Linked DNA regions of Danio rerio: region 2 is linked to region 1. The links are chromatin contacts, called in public Micro-C maps. All regions are on one chromosome and are shown on one strand. The core of a region is the stretch at or near the end of the contact, and the rest is flanking DNA. Distances in the headings are between cores, read along the strand shown. Region 1 holds the start of wfs1b (Wolfram syndrome 1b (wolframin)). Region 2 holds the start of selenot2 (selenoprotein T, 2).

Evidence for each region. Hi-C and Micro-C count contacts between places; a contact is called where the count stands out from the background.
Region 2: a Micro-C map of caudal fin shows a contact between it and region 1, with 5 times the contacts expected there. The contact joins the promoter of selenot2 here to the promoter of wfs1b in region 1. A contact is called at or near these places in 3 of 18 Hi-C or Micro-C datasets (caudal fin, embryo and hematopoietic stem cells) and 1 of 4 datasets of contacts at active chromatin or transcription factors (embryo).

What each region holds. Positions count from the first base shown.
Region 1 is chr14:19,698,996-19,704,531 of GRCz12tu, forward strand. wfs1b (Wolfram syndrome 1b (wolframin)) reads left to right here and starts at 2,653. Exons shown (of 8, transcript XM_679418.9): 1 at 2,653-2,813.
Region 2 is chr14:19,955,692-19,961,227 of GRCz12tu, forward strand. It overlaps selenot2 (selenoprotein T, 2), which reads right to left and starts at 2,570. Exons shown (of 6, transcript NM_001098487.2): 1 at 2,264-2,570; 2 at 249-359; 3 at 19-145. The coding sequence starts at 2,448. It also overlaps a transcript of rab33a not described here.

The DNA.
Region 1 (5,536 bases), core at 1,403-3,902:
CAGATTAAGGCTACTTACTGTATTAAGTGTTTTTAAGCGCACAAACTTAAGTGTAAACTAAAAAGGTTTTTTTTCATCTTTTAATATTTGGTTTAATCATTAAATATTATTATTAACTTTATCATTAAAGTTCTAAGTCAGTTTCCCATGCCATTCATTTGTATACAAAGATTGACTGCAGCACAGAAAACTATTTTTTTTATTATTACACATAACTTTCAAAAATTAATAAAAAAAAGTTAAACTCTAAATTATGTCACTCTAGACATAATGACACCTATTACTTCAAATACAGTGATAAGTGTCAATTATAAGAATTATTGTGAAAAACCCAGCACATTGAAAAATCTAACTAAGGATCTGAGAATCATTGTTGCAAACTTGTGTGTGTGTGTTGTTTCAAGAAAGCAACTATTTATTTGTGTTGTGTTTTATTTTCATTTGTTTTTATTCATTTATTCTTAATTTAAATATTTTATTTAATCATATGATCATCAGTCATTTATACAATTATCATATTATTTTATTGATCATTAGTTAGTGATTTGATTATCATTGTTGATAATTATTTTAATTTTATTATGTTTTTATATTTTATTATTACTATTTTAATATAATAATTGCTTCATTATTATTTCCATTTTTCCATATTGTTATAATATTATGACTGTGGATTCAAGCAAAACTTATTTTCAGTAGTAAGAGAAAAGAGAATGTCACAATTTCAAGGTCTGTATTGTCTCTGGACAATGTTGTGAAGCAGTAATTTTCCATTGCTGTTACTTGTAGTATAAAAACACTTGTTGGATTTATCCTGGTCAGACGAAGTCTGAGTGTTGAATCATACGCAACTAAGATCATTCAATAAACTGATCTCTTTATCATCATTACTTTGTCTCCTGCTTCTGCTCCTCTCTGGTCTGCTTCACAGACTGGATAGCTAGGGACCGTGACGCCTGTGTTCTCTGAACAAGAAAATCCTACAAGCAAACGATCCAACTTGAATTCATTAATAAGTTTCTTACTAAATAAACTATTAACTATACTCCTCTAGTTTATGTGCCTTTTTTTTTGGTACAGAAATAACTGTACTGCTTCAACAGTGCAGTTATCTTTTGTTGTTGAAAGAATAAAACAAAAATCTCATTAAATAGCCTATTGGTCCTAAATGCATGCCCAGCACATTCCTTAATCAATCTACCACTTATATTCACAATTTTACTCTTGTTTGAAAATAATAATCACATCCTTCACATTAAAAAATACACATTCACTCCCTGTTTATTCATTCATTTTCAATCCCTCTATTTCCTGTTTAAAATCTAATCTGAAATAACAATTTTTTTAAATGTGTGACAAAACTGTAGCTATAGCTATATGACATGAGTCAATTTAACAAATTACTTTTCTGACCTGTAATTATACATGCATGCCATCCCATTTTCAATTTCAATTGTCCATGATCGATAATTGTGGAGCTAACAAACAGACATTCCTAAAATCCTGCTTATATTGTTTACAAATCTTTTCTTCTTTTCAATGAAGGGCATCTGCTGCATAAAACATACACCAGAGAAATGGAGAAATTGGGGGTAAATTCTGCTGTGGCAGTCCCTGATTAATAAGGACTAAGCTGAAGGTAAGTGATTGAGTCAGTGGCTTACACTTTAAATAAATAAATAATTATAAAAAAATATATACACATAAGGAAATAAATGTCAAAAAAATAATAAAAATGTGGTCGCCACAGTGGAATGAACCGCCAACTTATCCAGGACATGTTTTATGCAGCGGATGCCCTTCCAGCCGCAACCCCTTTACTGTGAAACATCCATACACACTCATTCGCACACATACACTATGGACATGTTAGCCTTCCTAATTCACCTGTACTGCATGTCTTTGGAATGTGGGTAAACCGGAGCACCCGGAGGAAACCCACGCAAGCAGGAGAACATGCAAACTCCATGCAGAAATGCCAACTAACCCAGCCGAGGCTCGAACCAGCGACCTTCTTGCTGTGAGGCGAACGTGCTACCCACTGTGCCAATGCGTTACCCTCAAAATAATTATATAATCATATTTTTTATTCAGTTATATATGCATTTCTGTGGAATTCTGTGGCATTTTCCTTGTTTATTAGCCGATTTTTTTTTTTTAATGTTTTAGAGTTACTGTAAATGTAAACTTAAGTTAACTAACTGGCAAAAATTCTTCAGTACCTCTTCATCTTTGTTTAAACCTATAAACATATTATTTAATTAGCAACTAGCATCACATAGACCTACTGTATGGTGTGTCCTGGTGTTCAACAGTTCATTCTTTGTTTTTTGTGTCACGTTTCAAAAGCTGCTTAAAGTTACCAAAAACAGCATGCATGATTTTTTTATTTAATTTTACATACAACAATTATATATACAGATGCCAAAACAAAGGCACATTATTTCATAACATGATATACCTAAAGTTTTTATTGCACTTAGATGAAGATACATGTCCAACATATATGAAATGCCCATATTGAAATCGGTATGTACTTTTTAAAAAAAATATTTATATTATACATTTTTTATATATTTTATTTTATTTTTAGGTCTTTTATTTTGAAAAGCGACAGAGGCAGCAACAGGAACTTGAATAGGACATGTCAACATTCTGGTCCAGTCAGTCAGTCAGGGAAGGAGGGTTTATTTAGTCAGCTGCATCTGGACAGGCCTTTTCTCATCACTTACTTTACTTAGATCGTGTCTGACTAAAATACCAAAAGCTGTGCGGACAGCACTGCCAAATGATGGACTGATCGAGGAGCTCAGGTAAGTTAAGAGAAATAAAGCTGCAGAAATTACACTGCAGTCAGGGAATGAAGACTCGCTGTATAGTTTTAATTATGTATTTCTGTAAAACAAAACAAAAAAGAAAGAGAAAAATAAGGCGTTTACAAACAGGCTACGTGTGCTTTTTTGCTGGGGTGTTTGGGAGTTTGTTAGCTCCCTGTTGCTTTGTTGATCCGTTTGACGCAGTTTTGCTCAAATGTGTGTTTGTTTACTATAGTGGAAGTTTACTTTCTGTTCAGCCGGTGTTACGGTTTAACTGGTGACCGTGTTAACTGGTGTCCCTTTCCAGATGTAAGCTATTCACGTTTGCAGATTGGCAGATTCGTCACTTTTTCACAGCAACAAAACATGTCCATACCAAATAAAGATTCTTATTACTTGGTGTCAGTGTCATTGTGTGCATTATTGATTTTAATATCTGTGTAGCAGAACAGTATATAACCAAAATAAATCTAAAAAAAAAAATTAGAATTTACACGTCTTCAACAGGATTCGAACCCGTGTAGTGTAAAGGTTTAGCACACGTATCAATCAACTTATCTCACTGAGCTACTCGGAACTTCAAACGAAGCGGTCTGTTTTAATATTTTTGTCAATTAAAACATGCCTTGCTGTGGTTGTGGACCCGTGTTAACATGTTTCCATCGATGTTAACATGTTTACATGTTGTTTAGTTACATGTACTCGCATTAACGTGTTTCTACAAACTCTCCCGCTGATAGAATAGCTCTCTGTGACTAAACGATGCTTCATCAGTTTTTCAAACCATGTTTTTTCTTAGTTCTAGACTCATGTCTACCTGTGCCTTTGGAGTCGTGTTATCTCGTGACCCATGCTCATACATGTAACGTAAATAAAGATTTTATAAAAAAAAGGAATACAATGACGATATTATTATGCAACATATTATGTCTAATATATGTAATATATATTTCATATATAATATTATGCAACAGAATATTAATTGAAAATCGCAACATTTCAGTGTATTATCTTGGTCACATCTGTATCAAGGCACATATGAACATGGTTTGGCTAACTTACATGCGATAAAATTATTAAAAGCTGCTAAGCCTACATCAGTGCTTGATAGCTCAATTAGATTACTCATGTGTTGCTTTCTAGTGTCTCTTTTGTTAGAAGGTTCGAATCCACATACGAGTTTTGTTTATGTAGCCTGATTTTTTTAAATTCTCTTTCAGATAAAATGGGGGGGGGGGGGGGGGGGGGGAGGAGAATGCGATTTATAACGTATGCTTATTTAGCGGAACATCGTAGTCATTTAGAGCTATTCTGAGAAAATATCAGCTCGTGTACTTTTGTAGACACAGGATAACACGAGTCAATGGGACTATTATATTCTGATCGCATTCTAATATTCTGTTGCATAATATTATATATGAAATATATATTATATATATTAGACATTATGTTGCATAATAATATCGTCATTGTATTCCTTTTTTTTTTTTGATAAAATCTTTATTTACGTTACATGTATGAGCATGGGTCACGAGTTAACACGACTCCAAAGGCACAGGTAGACAGGAGTCTAGAACTAAGAAAAAACATGGTTTGAGCAACTGATGAAGCATCGTTTAGTCACAGAGAGCTATTCTATCAGCGGGAGAGTTTGTAGAAACACGTTAATGCGAGTACATGTAACTAAACAACATGTAAACATGTTAACATCGATGGAAACATGTTAACACGGGTCCACAACCACAGCAGGGCATGTTTTAATTGACAAAAATATTCAAACAGACCGCTTCGTTTGAAGTTCCGAGTAGCTCAGTGAGATAAGTTGATTGATACGTGTGCCAAACCTTTACACTACACGGGTTCGAATCCTGTTGAAGACATGTAAATTCTAATTATTTTTTTTAGATTTATTTTGGTTATATACTGTTCTGCTACACAGATATTAAAATCAATAATGCACACAATGACACTGACACCAAGTAATAAGAATCTTTATTTGGTATGGACATGTTTTGTTGTTGTGAAAAAGTGACGAATCTGCCAATCTGCAAACGTGAATAGCTTACATCTGGAAAGGGACACCAGTTAACACGGTCACCAGTTAAACCGTAACACCGGTCAGCAGTGAAGGTGACACGGGTGAGCAATGAATGACAGCTCAGCTTCATCGAGATAAAGTTGGTTTTAAATTCGCACATTCATTTAGTGACAACTTGTGACACACTCTCTGTATTGTTTACCTCGGCACTTTTGAATATTCGGTCTGAAATGACCTGCAAGTGTGACTTGAAAACAACATTAACACAGTTTGTTTGACTGTGAACAATGTTGTACTTTGATAGTCATTGGCTGCTAATATGATTTCGCTATTTAGAGTCAATATTTAATTCTAATAATAATTATAATTCTTCAAATAATACTTTTATGAAATTATATTTAAGAGAAAGTCCGAATGTGCGAATATAAAACCAATTTTATTTCTAATTTAAGGCAGTATTACCACTATAATTGACGGTAAACAATGCTGCACTTTGATGGTTGTTGGCTGCTAATATGATTTCACTATTTAGAATTTGCAACAAATACTTTTCTGAAATTATATTATGGAGAAAGTGTGAATGTGCGAATATAAAACTAACTTTACCTCAGTCTCAGCTTCATATGCGACTCTGGCTGTTTACCAAGCAATAGCTTGTATTAAAAGATTTCCAAAAAACAGT
Region 2 (5,536 bases), core at 1,320-3,819, 260 kb after region 1:
CTTCTTCAACAACATTACCTTATTCTCCTGCCCCCAGGCCCATATTCTTGGAGTGTTCATTCCAAACATTTGGAAAGGATTTTGTCCGGTCACAATCAAAGCGATGGCAAGCAATTTAAAATAAGAGAGGAAATTTCCGAGATATCTGCAGAGGAAGATAAATGGCAAGTACAAGTCAGAACAAAAAAAAACACTATCGGAAACTCGGAATGACAGATGATTCCAGAAGATCTAGAAAACACACTCACTTGTTAATAGGTTTGGGAGGATAATTATCTCCCTCGATTCGGATGTCCGGGTACAGCTGGCTAATAGACCGGGAGTACTCCTGGAACACCTTACTGTACCCTCAGGAAATACTGAAAACAACACACAGTTAATGACTGCTATTATAGAAACGATTAAGAACATGCATGTTTTGAATTTTACGGATCCTAAATTTATTCATGTTCAACTTTTTTTTTGAGAGTGAATGTGTTTGTATGATTGTTGTTGTATTTATTTTTTGGAAATATTTAATAAAAACGTCAAATGAAAACATCAAAATAATTTCCAAATCCCATCCTATATTATTATAATTTTTTTTTGAAAATGTCACTTTGCTTCTATAGTCTATGCATGTCATTTATTTATTCATTAGATTTTATACAGATGTGCCCGTACAAAATTATCCCAATCAATCTAAAATGATGAGTTTTTTTTTTCTAACTACACCTATTTAAGCCATCTGGATAAATTGCATACTTATTGCAATATATATTCAGGGTTTCCACACTTTCACGAACAGCAGATTCAAGGCCTTTCAATGACTTTTTAAAGCATCATTATTTTTTTAACCAAACACAGTTGTAATCCACATGCAGCACCACGAAAGACCAAACTGTACTTAATATTCCACCTAATATTTATATTATAATAATGTCAGATTAATTTTCAAAAACTAATAGGGTCATGTTCACCTTTAATAAAGTTTGTTAAAATAAATACTGTTAATATTCAAAAGTAATTTCTAAAATATTAATGAAATGTGCATTATTTGTCAGTGCTATTGTACAACAATTAAATTCACAAATTTTTATTTAAGAATGTCTCAGTTTTTTGTTGTTTTTGACAACTGAGCACAATTGTTTAAATAAAACCATAAACAAATTTTATTTTAAATTTAATTCAAGCACTTTCAAGGCTATTCATGTCTAAAATTCAAGTGCGTTCAAGTACTTTTAAGAAGTATGAGAACCATGTATATTAAAGAAAAGTTTCAAAACCATAGAGCCAAAGATTGAGGTAAAGTTGGTTTTATATTCACACATTCGTACAGTGACAACTTGTGAAACGCTTCCTAAATTGTTTAGCACAGCATTTTGAATCTTCCATCTGAAATAACCTGCAAGTGTGACTTGAAAACAACATTAACACAGTTTATTTGACTGTGAACAATGCTGTACTTTGATAGTCATTGGCTGCTTGAACGATTTCGCTATTTAGAGTCTGCAAATAATACTTTTATGAAATTACATTATTAAGGAGAATATCTGAATGTGCGAATATAAAACCAATTTTACTTCTATCAGAAAAAGTACAAACTACTGAAAACAGCAAAAACAACACACAGTACTTCTTGAGGATATTACACACCTCAACTCTTGCTTTTTGAAGACAAAATGTTCAGACATGGAGGATGAAGGTTTCTTATTTTTGGTGAAGATGTCAAGTACCTTTTATTTTGAAAGTACATTTGGCAGAAATAAGTGTCAAATGTTCAACTAAAATCAAATTAACGTTATATGGATTTCTGCATAGATTGTGCTCTGAAAAGTGCAGCGTAATCTCATATTGGCTTTAAGCAGATTTACAATATAATCTTCTTATTTCAACACATTTTTAAATTACAAGATGCTCACTTTTTGCAGCAAATATGCTAATTTTGTATACAAACATTAATACGTTACGTTGTAGAAATATTCCTTATTATTAATAACTTATATTAACGTTACAGGGGTGGTTGATTTGCTTTTTGACAGTCAAATCAAGAAACACAGACCACATTTTGTCAGTTCATCCTATGTGTAATACAAACAAATAGATTTTTACACATTATAATTATTCATGTTATATATTTATCCATTTAATACATCAGAATATGTAATATTATTATTATTATTATTATTCGCATACGCTACATTAGCCGTTAGCATAGCAGCTAATATACATATTTAAAGTGTTAAAACATAAAAATGGCATTAATGTATGTACAGTCTCTCACCAGTACTGGAACTTGAGGACAGGTCCCGTGTAGAACGTGTGTTTATTCTGTCGCTGTGTGTTTATGTCGGGTCCAGTGTTCTCCTGTTGAGTCACGCTGTTGCGGCCCACATAAATATCCTTCACAGTCACCACTGTGAACAGCAGCAGGGCCGTTAATATACCCGTCTGACTGTACTCCGCCATCTCCGGGCCCGTCCTCAGCCACAAACCGAACCCACAGACCCGCTGTAGCTGCTGCTGTCGCTGCTGCCGCCGCCGCTGAACTGGTACTTCACAAAAAAAAATCAAAATCAGGATAAAGTGACTGGTTGCATTTCAAAATAAAAGTCTTCCACGCTGAGTCATGCAGGAGAACATGTTCAGGGCGACATCTATTGGTGAAGTGTTTCATCAACCCGTTGATGCAGCTCCAGCACGCCACACTGTGTTCAATAAAGCACATGACATAAACGAACAAGTGATGATAAATAACTTAATGTAATTTAGTTTAATTAATTATATTATTTAAAAAGTGCTTATAAATCGATGATATAATATTCTAACATACGCATAATGTTAAAGCTACATTGTCATTGATTGCAAATTACAGTATGATGTAAAAGGCTAAGTTACCAAAACTGAAAATTATCTCACCATTTACTCAACCTTCACTTAATTGTCAGAAACCTGTTGGAGTTTTTTTTCTTCTGTTGTACACAAAAGAAGATATTTTGATGGTTATGACATTTAAACCATGAAAATTTAGAGCCAATTGAGTAAATGATGAGTAGACCTTCATTTTTATTTGAAATTTAATTTGAAAGTCCAAAAATAAAAATACTTTTGAGTGCAAATTGACCAATTAAATAAGCTGAGGGGTAAATCCTCTTTAATAGTTGACTTGGTGTTGCCTTTCAGGCAAATATTTCAGAAACCATTTTGCCTGTTTTTTTTTTTTTGTTTGTGTGTGTGTGTGTGTGTGTGTCTGTGTCTGTGTCTGTGCATTACCTTAGTTTTTTGTCTTGTCTTGCTAGCTTATGGCAATACCCATGTCTGGACTTGTGTTTTGACTTTGTGTTCTTGTGTTTTGTTTGCATTTGGTTCCTCTTCGGCTTTTCTATTACACTTTTCTATCCACAACACATCAGTGACCTCAGTGTTGATTGTGGAAATCTGGACAAAACATTTGAAACCTGAAGACTTTGCCTAATAATTTCATTTTCAATTTCTTAAACTTTGAAATACAAACAAAATCCTAAAACATGTTAACTAAATGCTAGCAACCAATTCTAAATCATGTTAAAACATGATAGCAAAACTCAGAATCATGCTAGCATTAGCCTTGGTAGCATCACAACAAAGAAAAACATTGTAACAACATGCTTAATCCTGCTAGGAAGACTTTAAAGCTGGAAGACTTTAGCCATAACTTTGATAAACTAACAATGTCCTAAATATGTTAGCAACTTGCTGAAATGTCAATAACGTACTAAAATGTTAGCAACCTGCTAATTTGTGCAAAAAACATTCATTCATCATTTTATTTTTTATAGTCTCTTTATTAATCCGAGGTCACCACAGCGGAATGAACCACCAACTTACTCAGCATATGTTTTTATGCAGTGGATGCCCTTCCAGCTGCAACCAATCACTGGGAAACATCCATACACGCTCATTTACACACACACTTCCGCCAATTTAGCTTACCCAATTCACCTATACCACATGTCCTTGGGAAACCAGAGCACCTGGAGGAAACCCATGCGGACATGGGGAGAACATGCAACCTCCACACAGAAATGCCAACTGACCCAGCCAGGGCTCAAACCAGCAACCTTCTGGCTGTGACACGATTGTGCTACCTACTGCGCCACCATGCTGCCATGAGAAAAAAAAAAAAAAAACATGCTGGCAAAATTTTAAATCATGCTAACAATAGATTAATAATTGATTATAGTTATACTATTTTAAGAACCTTGTTTTGTGTGTTTGCGAGTTATATGTGATATCCTGTATTTCTTCAACTGTGTCATGGTGCCTACAGTAGCTTGATCAGGACTCCCTGGTAGAAGAGATATTGTATCCCAATAGGACCTGGTTAAATAAGTAAGTAATAAGTAAATAAATATGTAAAATACACACACACAAAAAAAAAAATAAAATAAAATAAAATAAATAAAACAACTTAATGCTTAAACTTGCTATAGCCATAAATATATACATTTTTAAACTCCAAATACACTGACATGGCTATTAATTTCAATCATTTTGGTCACCTATCATGTGATGTATTTTGCATTTTCTTTGCCTAATTTTACCAGTTTTAAATTGAAATAATAGATTAATGTTTTACATTTTTCTTGTTATACCTAATTAACATTTAAACATGTATATATATATATATTCTTTTATTATTCTGTGCCTATTCTGTAAATGTGAGCCCCAGTCCAATACAATCTATAGCCTCTATTTATTTAAACATAACTGATTACTAAGCACTCTAGGTAAGATTTATTACGCCCTTTCCCACTCGTTTATATTTAGTACAATGAAAAATGAGTCCTTCCACATACTCAAAATCCATGTTTAACTCCTCTCTGCATTGCAAATGTACCTATTTTTGTATTTATAACAGCAGGAAGATTATAATTGCATGCAGTCTTTTTGTCCTCTATTACTTTTCTCAATCAATTTTTGTTATGTTAGAGGTGAAAACATCTTCTTAATTGAACCGCTGTAAAAATTCATCAGATCATTAATTTTAAAATATTTTTGCATAAATCTGTTAATCAACCTTAGTCCTGATCAAAACTTCTAAATGTTTTTTTTTTAAATACTTTTAAACTCTTTAATTGACAAGTTCACAAATGATGTCACTGATTTGGTGAGAGAAATCACACAAAATGAGGTATTTCCAATATAAAAAGTAATTGTGGACTGTTTTTTAACCTTTTATTACAGTCTTGGACATGAGAAGGATTAGTAACAACAGTGGCTTTGAAACATTGTTAGATTTTAATTTTTTCTGTGTAATTTACTGTTGGTGGCTGTTTTTGCCCTATTAACATTCATTTTAAGCACATTTGATGGTGCATAAATACAGTCTTTGTTTTTGTTTACTTCATGTAGTTCTGAGAGCTGAGATGCATATTTAGTTTTTCTCATACACATGAAGGTAAGTGCGCAAAGGTCACTCTCACACTTTCACACACTCACAGACACACATAATTTGCTGTTATACTCATGTAAAATCAAGATTTTTTTTAATGCACAGGCCTAGTTAAAGGGTTTA